2 separate regions of the Pan troglodytes genome follow, and region 1 is linked to region 2. Evidence: chromatin contacts called from public capture Hi-C data. All regions are on one chromosome and are shown on one strand. The core of a region is the stretch at or near the end of the contact, and the rest is flanking DNA. Distances in the headings are between cores, read along the strand shown.

Region 1 (5,275 bases), core at 70-2,569, 440 kb before region 2:
TAAAGATGAAGATCCCTTTTCTGTTTTTGTTTTGTGTTTTTGTAGAGATGGAGGATCTTGCTATGTTGCCCAGGCTAGTCTTGAACTCCTGGCCTCAAAAGATCCTCCCACCTCAGCCTCCCAAAGTGCTGGGATTACAGACATAAGCCACAGAGCCTGGCCAGACGCAGGTCCTTTACCCCAAGTATGGGTCAAAGGTGGCCGGGACCCTTCTTCCTGTGCTGACCTCCCCCTCCTCACCTCCTCTTCTTCACTTTTTTCGCTTTCCCCAGCCCAACTGTACATGACACACCAAAATCACCCCCACATTCCCCAGGTTCTTGCTGCAGGTAAAGAGTCCCAAACAAGACCACCATCATTCCCTTCTAGTTTGTGGTGAGCAGAAACCTTTCATTTTTTTTTTTTTTTTTTGGAGTCACAGTCTTGCTCTGTTGCCCAGGCTAGAGTGCAGTGGTGTGATATCGAATGACTGCAGCCTCCACCTCCCGGGTTCAAGCGATTTTCCTGCCTCAGCCTCCCGAGTGGCCGGGACCACAGGCGCCCGCCACCATGCCCAGCTAATTTTTATTAGAGACAGAGTTTCGCCATGTTGGCCAGATTGGTCTCAAACTCCTGACCTCAGGTGATCCGCTCATGTCGGCCTCCCAAAGTGATGGGATTACAGGCGTGAGCCACTGCGCCCGGCCTGAGAAAGTATTTTTACATGCTCCCTGCATGCTGGTTGTGAATGAGTTAAAGATTGTAGCTTAGTGAACACAGCGGGAGGCTGTTAAATGCATTATAAAATAGCCTAAAAGATGTGGGGGCGGCAGGCAGGAGAGGCTCAGACCAGAGGCTCAACCCACTCCCACTGCTGGGAGTGAAGGCAGTGATTGATAAGAGGCCTCTAAAAATAATGGAGGGGCTTCCAGGACAGGCAGCCAGTGCTAACCCGTGCAGGCCTGGCACAGTGGAATCCATTCACGACCACACTTCATCACAGCCTTCCCTTAGGGCGCTTCTTTTAATTCAAAACTCCTATGGAATTTTCATCTGCCTTAGATTTGTCCGACTGGCTACAAAGAGGAAAACCAAAAAGCTCCATCTTTGATTTGGGATCACTGATATGTGGATGTACTTTTTGATGCCCCTAAAACCTCCTCTGATTTTGGAGTGGTCTTTTCCACACAATGTATAGTTTTTTAACTCATGTGTGATTGAATGACCCCGCCATTTTTAAACACGCTGCTATCCGCCCAAGTCTCTCCCATGCCCAGAAAGCCCAGTCGTGGTGCTCACGTACTCACTGGTGCTGAGGTTCGGCTAGAAACAATTCCAGCATCCCACTAGGTCACAAAGATGGCCAAAATGTTAAAGGGAGTGGTCGGTGTGTCCCCCGTAGAAGCCTCTGGAGCCCGAATTCACAGGCACCTCCGTCTTCGTACTGTCCTGCTAGTCACTGGTCTTTTCCCACCCTGTAGACACTTCAAAGCGCAGGAAAAAGACTAATCCTTCCAACAGGCCACATACCCATGTGTGATACAGTCTTGTACTGACAGGTCTTTCGACATCAACCATTAGTGAAACAACATCATCCATGCCTTGTTTCTCAAGAGAATATTACTACAGAAACCAAATATTTCTATACCCTTCTTCTGGGTGGAGACACCTAATCACATGCTTGTGTGAGACAGGGTCAATATGCTGAAAACATTACTTGGAAAAGATATGATAATTTTAAAGAAGATGTAGAGAAAGCTTTCATTCACTTAATTTTCTGAATATACCCAAGAAGGAGGGATCTCTGCATGGATATAGTGCATATAAGATGCAGGGCTGGGCCGGGCGCAGTGGCTCACGCCTGTAATCCTAGCACTTTGGGAGGCCGAGGCGGGCGGATCACGAGGTCAGGAGATCGAGACCATCCTGGCTAACACGGTGAAACCCCATCTCTACTAAAAATACAAAAATTTAGCCAGATGTGGTGGCGGGCGCCTGTAATCCCAGCTACTCAGGAGGCTGAGGCAGGAGAATCATTTGAACCTGGGAGGCGGAGGCTGCAGTGAGCTGAGATCATGCCACTGCACTCCAGCAGCCTGGCAACAGAGCGAGACTGTCTCAAAAAAAAAAAGACGCAGGACTGGACATGCTACTCAGTAGGGTCCCAGCTACTTGGGAGGCTGAGACAGGAGGATCGTTGAGCCCAGGAGTTCCAGGCTGCAGTGAGCTATGATCGTGCTACTAGTACTCCAAAACAAAACTTTTTTTTTTTTTTTTTGAGACGGAGTCTCGCTCTGTCGTCCAGGCTGGAGTGTGTTGGTGCAATCTTGGCTCACTGCCAGCTCCACCTCCCAGGTTCATGCCATTCTCCTGCCTCAGCCTCCCGAGTAGCTGGGACTACAGGTGCCTGCCACCACGCCTGGCTAATTTTTTGTATTTTTAGTAGAGATGGGGTTTCACCATGTTAGCCAGGATGGTCTCAGAGATCTCCTTACCTCGTGATCTACCCACCTCGGCCTCCCAAAGTGCTGGGATTACAGGCGTGAGCCACCGCGCCCGGCCAAAACTTTTAAAAAGATGCAGTAAAAATAAAGGCTGGATATGGATGAAGTTACTTCATGCTACAACATTCCGGAAGGAAAAATAACTTGAAGTTATCACTGCCAAGCGAGACCTTGGGTAGGCTTTTGCTTTATGTTTTTCTAAGATAAATGAAAGTTATCCTTAATAATAAGTGTGGAAAGTGAAATAGAGGAGATACTTCCTGGACTGAACACCTCTCACCCTATTTTTAAGAGTATAAACTATTCTCAATTACAACATTATAAAAAAATTATAACACTTCTTCAATAATAACAAACTAGGTGCTTTTTAATATTTTAAACAGCTTTGTCATAACAAGCCCCTTCGAGGTTAAAAAAAAAGTCCTATGGAATATTAACGGAGTCAAATAAATGTGAAAATATATGAAAAGTTACATCTTTAGTGATGTAGTAAGAAATCAAAACTTGAAATCATTTCATGTACAAAAACCTCACTTGGGCCAAGAATTACTGAAGTGTTTCACACTGAGGTGTTGTTACCTGCTATTAACCTAGGTTTATCTCCAGATAAATGTTCTGTGAATCCCGATTTATAAAATCAGTCTCCAGGTCTATAACGTGTATGTGCAAATACACATTTTCCTTTCGAAAATCTCCATAATCTCCCCGTCCCCAAAGCTGCAAACGCTCCATGATCCCAAGAAGGGCTAAGCTACAGTGGTCCCTGCTGGCTATGTGTTCCCCATCTGCAAGCTCCATATAATGTAGAGACAGCCCATGTGTTCAAAACCTGGAGCATCATCTTTTTTTTCTCACTTTTCCAAATACTTAGCGATTAAGAGATAAATTATAAATCGTTTTCTTTTACTTTAGAGGCTTAAAAGAAAAAAAAACTTTAAAGGAATATGTTGATTATATACTACAAAATATTAATGTTTTTATCCAAAACTTAGCTATCAGGTTTCAGTGACACCAGCACCATCATTTTTGGTTGAGAAAAAGAAGTACGATACTGCAGAAACGACATGTTCATTTTTCAGGCTGAGAATCACCAGTGCTCCCCATCCCCAGGCACATCAGGACGGCTTACAGTGACATCTGGAACTAGTTATCTTTCCCCCAAGATTCGTAGCATTGTCCTGGAATTTTTCCAGGAATTCTCTGCATTCTAAGTCCATCCCTTATAGGCTACACACCCAACCTCCCTTGTTCTAAAGCTCATTAACCAGAAAACCTCCAAGCGGAGATATATGCAAATTCATAAAAGCAAGGATCCCATACTGGAGCATATAGGTGACATCATCATTGGACCTGGTGTGTTTTTTGGGGGGTGGGGTGGGGACAGGGTCTTGCTCTGTTGCTCAGGCTGGAATTCAGTGGTGCAAGTGATTCTCCTACCTCAGCTTCCCAAGTGACTGGGACTACAGGCATGTGCCACCAAGCACAGCTAAATCTTTAATTTGTTGTAGAGAGGAGGTCTCCCCTACGTTGACCATGCTATTCTCAAACTCCTGGACTCAAGCGATCCGCCTGCCTTGGCCTCCCAAAGTGCTGGGATTACAGGCATAAGCCACCGTGCCCAGTCCCAATCCCTGGTCTTGATATTGATGTTTCACGATCCCTTAAACATCTGGGCAGGCATGTAAGAATGTGGGTCACTAAACAAGTATTAGCATCTTCACAACGAGAAAGAGGTCTTTTGCAAGGTACTCTACAGTTATGCTCTTTCTAGCTGTGAAACCTTGGGTAATTATCAAATCATGAGAAACTTACTTTTATGATAGAAATGGGGTTACAGAACCACTTTTTGCAGGATTATTGTGAGGAATACATGATAATGTCCACAAAGTGCTGAACAACACCTGCCAGACTAGGCACTCAGGAAGTGGTAGTTATTAATCCAGCAGTTGTGAAAGTATCAATTTCGTGTCTCCAAAGTCTCTTGACAAGGAATCTGTCTCCATAGCAGATATGAAACACCCATGTGCGAGGTATTTTTTTCTCTTGTAAAAATTATTTGCATTGGAAAGTGCATTATAAATAATCTAGAACTAACATGAACGTTGGAGGATTGATTCTTCCCCAGTTTCTACTTTAAAGAATAATGTCCCTGTTTCTCATGATACTTCACAGTTTGCAATGTATCAATATTATCAGTTTCAGTAATGTGGGTGACTTAGAGAAAAGCCAAAAGGTACTTGCTTAATTCAAAAAGCATTTTTTTGGCAGGGCGTGGTGGCTCACACCACTTTGGGAGGCTGAGGCGGGTGGATCACCTGAGGTCAGGAGTTCAAGACCAGCCTGGCCAACATGGCGAAACCTCGTCTCTACTAAAAATACAAACATTAGCCGGGCGTGGTGGCGGGTGCCTGTAATCCCAGCTGCTTGGGAGGCTGAGGCAGGGAGAATTGCTTGAACCCGGGAGGTGGAGGTTGCAGTGAGCTGAGATCACGCCACTGCACTCCAGCCTGGGTGACAGAGTGAGACTTCATCTCAAAAAAAAAAAGGCGTTTTTATGCTGGCATGCCGTTTACAGTTGAGTGGGGAAGGGGATGATCATCGTGTCACATCACTTATTTCTTGTCTCAAAGCTAACTTATTGCAAATGAGATGTGAGAGAAAGAGACCCCAAGAATGGCAACAGTATGTAATGTGAATAAGCAATCATTTCATAATTCAATTTCCACTGCATTCATTTTAGTGGTTTGTGTAAACTGGGTTGTGTGTGTGGTGGAGGGGAGAGGGATAATAGT
Region 2 (6,142 bases), core at 1,527-4,026:
ATTGCACCACTGCACTCCAGCCTGGGCGAGAAGAGCAAAACTCTGTCTCAAAAAAAATTTTTTTTTTAATTCTAATTACACGTCCTTAAAAAGCATTCACATTGGAGAAGGGGTGGAAAAGGAAGCCAGACTCTGCTGATAGTGCAGAAAAGCAAATGGGAGATGACCTGCTGCCAGTGGGCTGAAGGTGATGCTTCCTGCCTGTTCTTTGTGGGACACAGGCCTGCAGCCCTTCTTCCAGAATTGGGGTAGGCTCTCTTTTGTGCAGTATACACTCCACTGGCCCCTGATGACCACAAAGATTTATTTGTGGTTGGCCACAGGTGACTACAAAGTAACACAAGCGTCATGGAGGCTGAAACTTACCCCATAGCTAAGAAGTGCATTAAAGCTCCAGATGAAGTTTCCCACAGAAAAATCGGAAAGCAAGTCAATATGATTCCACTGCAGTGGAACTGGCTTCGCAATCCCATGACCCTAACACCGTTTCTACTATTATATCTATGAGAAAATACATTCCATGTTCAGACCAACCTTCAAACATTTAGAGCATAATCCAATAAGACTGAAATTGGAATATTTTGCCTAATAAGGTACAGGAAGGGCATCATAAAAGGGAGGTAATATCGGGAAAACTGGAGATAGATGGTGTTTTAATTATGTTTTTACTCACATATTCGATATAACGACAATACATCATTTCCTCTCAATCTTAATTTCTCAGCTTAAATTCTGAACCACCTAAGACCAATCAGTCTGTTAATTACATGGCCCCCCCCACCGGCTTTTTTTTAGATGGAGTCTCACTCTATTGCCCAGGCTGGAGTGCAGTGGCGCGATCTCGGCTCACTGCAAGCTCCGCCTCCCGGGTTCATGCCATTCTTCTGCCTCAGCCTCCCGAGTAGCAGAGACTTCAGGTGCCCGCCACCACACCCTGCTAATTTTGTTTTTGTATTTTTTTTTTAGTAGAGACAGGGTTTCACCGTGTTAGCCAGGATGGTCTCGATTCCTGACCTCGTGATCCACCTGCCTTGGCCTCCCAAAGTGCTGGGGTTACAGGTGTGAGCCACCGCGCCCGCCACACAGCCCCTTCTTGGTCTCATGCCCATTAGTTTGAATATATCGTCTCACAAATCCTTCCCTCAACACTGCTAAGTATAATGGCATAAAGTCTAATAAAGTTTTTTTGGCTTTCTAAAAAGCTCTATTCACCTTCTTCCTTGGTATTAACAAACAGAGCAATGATCAGTCAGAAGCAAGAGGGGAAAGTGGTGAGCTGACCCCCTAAGTCTGTCAAACAAAGCTCAGGCGCCAACACTATTCAGTGCACTTAATTCCACACTACTGATGACCTGGGCTACTGATGACCTCAGCCACTCGCTAAGTACGAGGCTGTGATGCCCAGGAGGGTCCAGTGCTTGTTTCTCCATCTCACCCACAGCAGGCAGGGGAGGGGATGAACTCACATAACTGAGGCTGTCTTGTGTGTCCATCCCTGCCCTCTCCGAAGGTGCTCACCATCCCCTCTGAAAGGGGAGCCTGGATAGCTGATGATGAGCCCCAGGCCTCAGGGAGGGGACAGCATTCACTCTACTTCAGCTCAACTCTCTTAACAAGTATGGCTCTGGGATTACAAACATCAAAGTAAAATAAGAGTGAATTCAACACAAGTCGAATGTCTAGGGTCTTGGTCTCTCTTATCTGAGGTGGCAGGTGCTTTTTGGTTTTCAAGATTAGAGATTAGACTTTATGTGATGATCTGGAATAAGAGCTGACATGGGACAGTGTTAAAAACACAGGCTGTTTTGCCACCTCTACCATTTTTTAATCACATGATCTTTGCAAAGTCTCCTCTCTAAGCCTCAGTTTCCTCATCTGTAATGTGGGGAGGATGACAGTCCTGCCTAACAGAATAAGTGTGAAGACCACTGAGATAACAGGAGTACAAGACAGTGCCTGGTTCAGAGTAGCCATTCTGTCAATTAACATTGTCTGTCATTACTGTCCCCATAGCACATTACTGCTTTAAGTGCATTCCATCCTGTTAAAAGGAGAATTGTCATGTAACTCACTAATGTAGTGCAGTTTAAAAGCTAGAGTTCCTTCCTTCTCCCGTTTGGGACAGACATCATTCTTTTCTCAAGAAGTCATCCTTTCACATGTATAATACAAGTACATTTAGAATTTTCCAATTCACTTTTAAAAGTCTTTCATGAGCCATGCCATGCACTAAATTTAAACTGAAAAGGACTTTGTAATAGTTCAGCTTTGTTCAAAAAAAAAAAAAAAAAAACCACAGAAAACCCTAGACACTTTGATCCTTCAAAGGTAAAAGACCTATATTTTTTCCTTCTGTGAATACCAGTTTTGAGGGTCTCTGTGCTCAGGAGGAGAGGGAGAAATGAGATCCTCTGAGAAAAACAAAATAAAACGGTTCTCTGATTTCTAGGTTATTTCTTCGGCATGCAGCTGAGGTTTACCTCATCTCCCAGCTGGAGACCATTTCAGCATTGTCCAGCTGTGCCCTAACCACAGGTTCAGAGGAGACTCCCGAGGGAACAGGGCCCTGCCGTACCTGCCCACCTCTCCCTTCCATGCAGAGGGCACCACTCCACCTTGTAAACACCAAATGCAAAACCACACCCACTTCAGACTGGTTTTGGCATCAGAGTGAAATCATCGGGGTCAGGAAGAGGTTACCTCCAAATCTAGGCTCGTTCCTGAGAGTGAAACCAACAGTGTCATTCCCCTGCAGGGCCCAGGACGCTGGGTGTGGGGGCCTGCGTTTGGGTGGAGGAAAGGCGGGGGGTTCCCTAGCCCTGCCCAAAAACACTAGCTCCAGTGCCTTGGCTTCCTGACATGTGACACTCCACAGCATATGGCTAATTTGGACAAATGCCCAGGCGTTCTTCCCCTCCCCACCTCTAGGGTCTCCGTGGAAATGCTCAACGCATCTCCAAGCCTGGAAAAGATGCTCAGAAACAGAACAGGAAATTTATTCTCAATTTTCAACCGTACACCTCAACGGGCGTAAGTTACAAAGCTACCAAACACAGAAGTCTATTCTGGTTTCTGTGGAACCCTAAGAAGTTCAATTCTTTATGCTCAGGCTCCGTGGAGATTTTATACCTAATCAGTGTCCACAGAATATCCTTCCATTTAGACAGACGGACAGAGAAAGGATCGATTTCTATTTGTAACTAACTGGATATAACTATTCTTTAAACCTACAGAGCCTGAAAGTAGTAACTGGCCCATCAGGGATCTCCAGCCGACATGTTTGGAAGTAGAGTGACTTCCAAGTAACAAGAGGCATGGGAAGGAAGAGGTCCACAGCTTTGGAGGAAGGGAGTCTGTGACATCACTTAAAGTTGATAATAATCTACTGAGGACTGGAAGATGAGCCTGACTGGCCAAAGCTGGGCACCTGCTCTGGTTAGTCCCTCCTCTCTCTGGAACGTTATCTCATGGTAGTCTTGCTTTTGGTTTCACTCCCTTGGCCAATATTCTGCTGGGAGACCTCACAGACAGAGAGCTGGAGACACTCTCTCCTTCCCCCACCCACACAATGGAAGCATGTAATACCAGGCTTCCAGTGAAGGACCCTAAGTCACACTATTTTACTAGTATATCTACTTACGATTTGAGTGATTTGCCTAATTGACCCACATTTGCCTAATTGACCCATATATTTCTTTTCCTCCAGCCTGCACTCCAGGTTGGAGTGCGGTGGTGCAATCTCAGCTCACTGCAACCTCGACCTCCCCAGATTCAGGTGATCATCCCACCTCAGCCTCCAAAGTACCTGGGACTACAGCCACCACGCCTGGCTAATTTTTGTACTTTTTTAGAGATGGAGTTTCGCCATGTTGCCAGGCTGGTCTCAAACTCCTGGGCTCAAGCAATCTGCCCTCCTCAGCCTCCCAAAGTGCTGGGACTACAGGCGTGAACCACTGCACCCGGCCCACATTAGTATTTAATTCCATTCCCACAACTGCCCCATAAAGTAGGGAGTATTATGATTGCCTTTCTACGTGAGGAAACAGGCTCAGAGCAGCAACAGCTAAGGCTTGAGCCCAGAGCTGTGTGTCCCCAAAGCCTATGCTCTACTGTTTAATGAGAACACAAATGTTGTGCCGGACTGGAAACCTTCAAAGGCAGTTTCTAGTGGTTGCAGCAGGCTGCCTGATAACCGGAAGGTCAGCCCACACCGGTAAGACTACCTGTAGTTTAAGAGATGGTAGATAGAACTCTAGTGTTACGCAGTCACACCCGATACCCAAACCTTTCACCCTCAGCTTTGGAAATCTCTAGCCAGATGTCCCACAGCAGGTATGTGTTGAGGGGATGGGGGGGTCTTGTTCCATGTCAGGTACAAATAAGCACAACAGAAATGCCCGTCAAAGATAACGTCCTTCTACTTAGTAGCCATAATCCTAAGCTTATTCTCTTTTTTCCTTAACTCTTTTACCATTGCCAATAAGGAGAAGTTAAATAGATTATAATCTTAAAATGCACTTTTATTCTTGGTTGATTAAGCTGGGCAACAAAAATCCCCATCTGGGCCAGGCACAGTGACTCAGGCCTCTAATTCCAGCACTTTGAGAGGGCCATGTGGGTGGATCACTTGAGGTCAGGAGTTCGAGACCAGCCTGGCCAACATGGCGAAACTCCATCTCTACTAAAAATATAAAAATTAGCCAGTCATGGTGGTGCTCGCCTGTAATCCCAGCTACTCAGGTGGCTGAGGCATGAGAATCTCTTGAACCCATGAGGCAGAGGCTGTAGTGAGCCGAGATCGCGCCACTGCACTCCAGCCTGGGTAACAGAGTGAGCCTCTGTCTCAAGGGGAAAAAAATCCCTATCTGTTGTTAAAATTTTTACTTCCAGTGTTTTTCACAGTGAAGCTTTTCCAAGGGTGTGCCAGGTGTCCTGTCCTGATTGGGTGCCCCAGGACACTAACCCATGCCTAGGTGGCTTTTTGCACCACTGTGGCCTCCAGACAGCCATTGAGTGGTACAATCCACATATTACCATGTCTCCATATTACCACGACTCCAAGGAAGGCTAGAATTCCTACTCAGGAAATGAATGGCAAGGGTTTTCTGCCCCATACATTCTTCTTGTAAAAATACAACAACAGAATAGTGACAATTCAGACGTCAGGCAGACACAGGGAGGCATATGGGTTATGGGGAAGTATGTGGCTAGTGAAAGACTAGCTGCTAACATGAAAGACACAGGCTGTCATTTGTGGTGGGACAGGAGCCTGACGTGGGTAGGTAGGCCAGGTAGAGGGGGACAAGTATGGGGCGGGGCTATGAACATTTCTTCCCATATTTTTGGCTACAAAGATGAAGCAATAATAAGAATGAAAGTTGATAGCCTCTAACATTCGCAATGGTGCCACTATAAATACCAAGGACTTAGGGAAAAAAACGTGTGTGCAACATCAACTATGAAAGAGAACCTTCTGGTCCATATGAAAACAAGAATGTTACCCAATGACCAGATTCTGCAGAAAGTCAAGCCACTTAATCGTTCTCAAAGTTCGGATGAGATTCATCCCAAAGTACAGAGACAAGGTGATTTATTCCCGTAATAAAAAAGTACTTTGAAAAATGTCTTTGTTTTTCAAAAATACAGATACAACTAGCAAAAGTATCTGTGACAGCTGCAAAAACATTCAATTGCCAAGGAAGGTATTTTCTCTCTTCACCACAGCTGTTCAGTGCAGGGCACGGTTTATTTTCCTCTTCCACTGAGCTTCCAAATCAAAATTTCTGGGCTCTCAAGTGCAAAATATTGCCCTTGAATTTTCTTGGATAGGCTGCCACCATGTGGTGACTTCTAAAAACGCACACAGGTTCAGGTTTCATTGCAAGGCTGCCTTCCTGAGCTGTCTTAACCCAAGCATTACATAAATTAGATCCACCTGCCATGCAAAGATTCCAAATCTGCTGAGACACCTGGCTTCCCTGGCACAATTACAATTTACTCCTCATTTCCATTCTCACCCTGCAACATGAGGAACATGTATTTTTAGATCACATTCTGTAGTTACTGACTGTACTTAATGCATTCATTTAAAACTTCACTTTGCTTTAGATCTGTGAGCTGTACCATCATTTTTTAAAATGAA

Evidence for each region. Capture Hi-C pulls out chosen DNA fragments and counts their contacts.
Region 1: a capture Hi-C map of stem cell-derived neural stem cells shows a contact between it and region 2, with 4 times the contacts expected there. The contact joins two enhancer-like sites. A contact is called at or near these places in 4 of 7 Hi-C or Micro-C datasets (blood, induced pluripotent stem cells and stem cell-derived neural progenitor cells), 1 of 1 datasets of contacts at active chromatin or transcription factors (stem cell-derived excitatory neurons) and 1 of 1 other capture datasets (stem cell-derived neural stem cells).

Annotation. Positions count from the first base shown.
Region 1 is chr5:163,285,930-163,291,204 of NHGRI_mPanTro3-v2.0_pri, reverse strand. The region is part of intron 2 of AKAP12 (A-kinase anchoring protein 12); the gene reads right to left. Among named protein-coding and RNA genes, the nearest start is that of ZBTB2, 60 kb to the left of the region's middle. Within about 2 kb of position 1,319, at least 1 of the 24 cell types and tissues checked has an H3K27ac peak or open chromatin away from gene starts, as enhancers often do. A contact at or near this core is called in stem cell-derived neural stem cells, where this site is marked.
Region 2 is chr5:162,843,200-162,849,341 of NHGRI_mPanTro3-v2.0_pri, reverse strand. The region is part of intron 7 of MTHFD1L (methylenetetrahydrofolate dehydrogenase (NADP+ dependent) 1 like); the gene reads right to left. Among named protein-coding and RNA genes, the nearest start is that of MTHFD1L, 29 kb to the right of the region's middle. Within about 2 kb of position 2,776, at least 1 of the 24 cell types and tissues checked has an H3K27ac peak or open chromatin away from gene starts, as enhancers often do. A contact at or near this core is called in stem cell-derived neural stem cells, where this site is marked.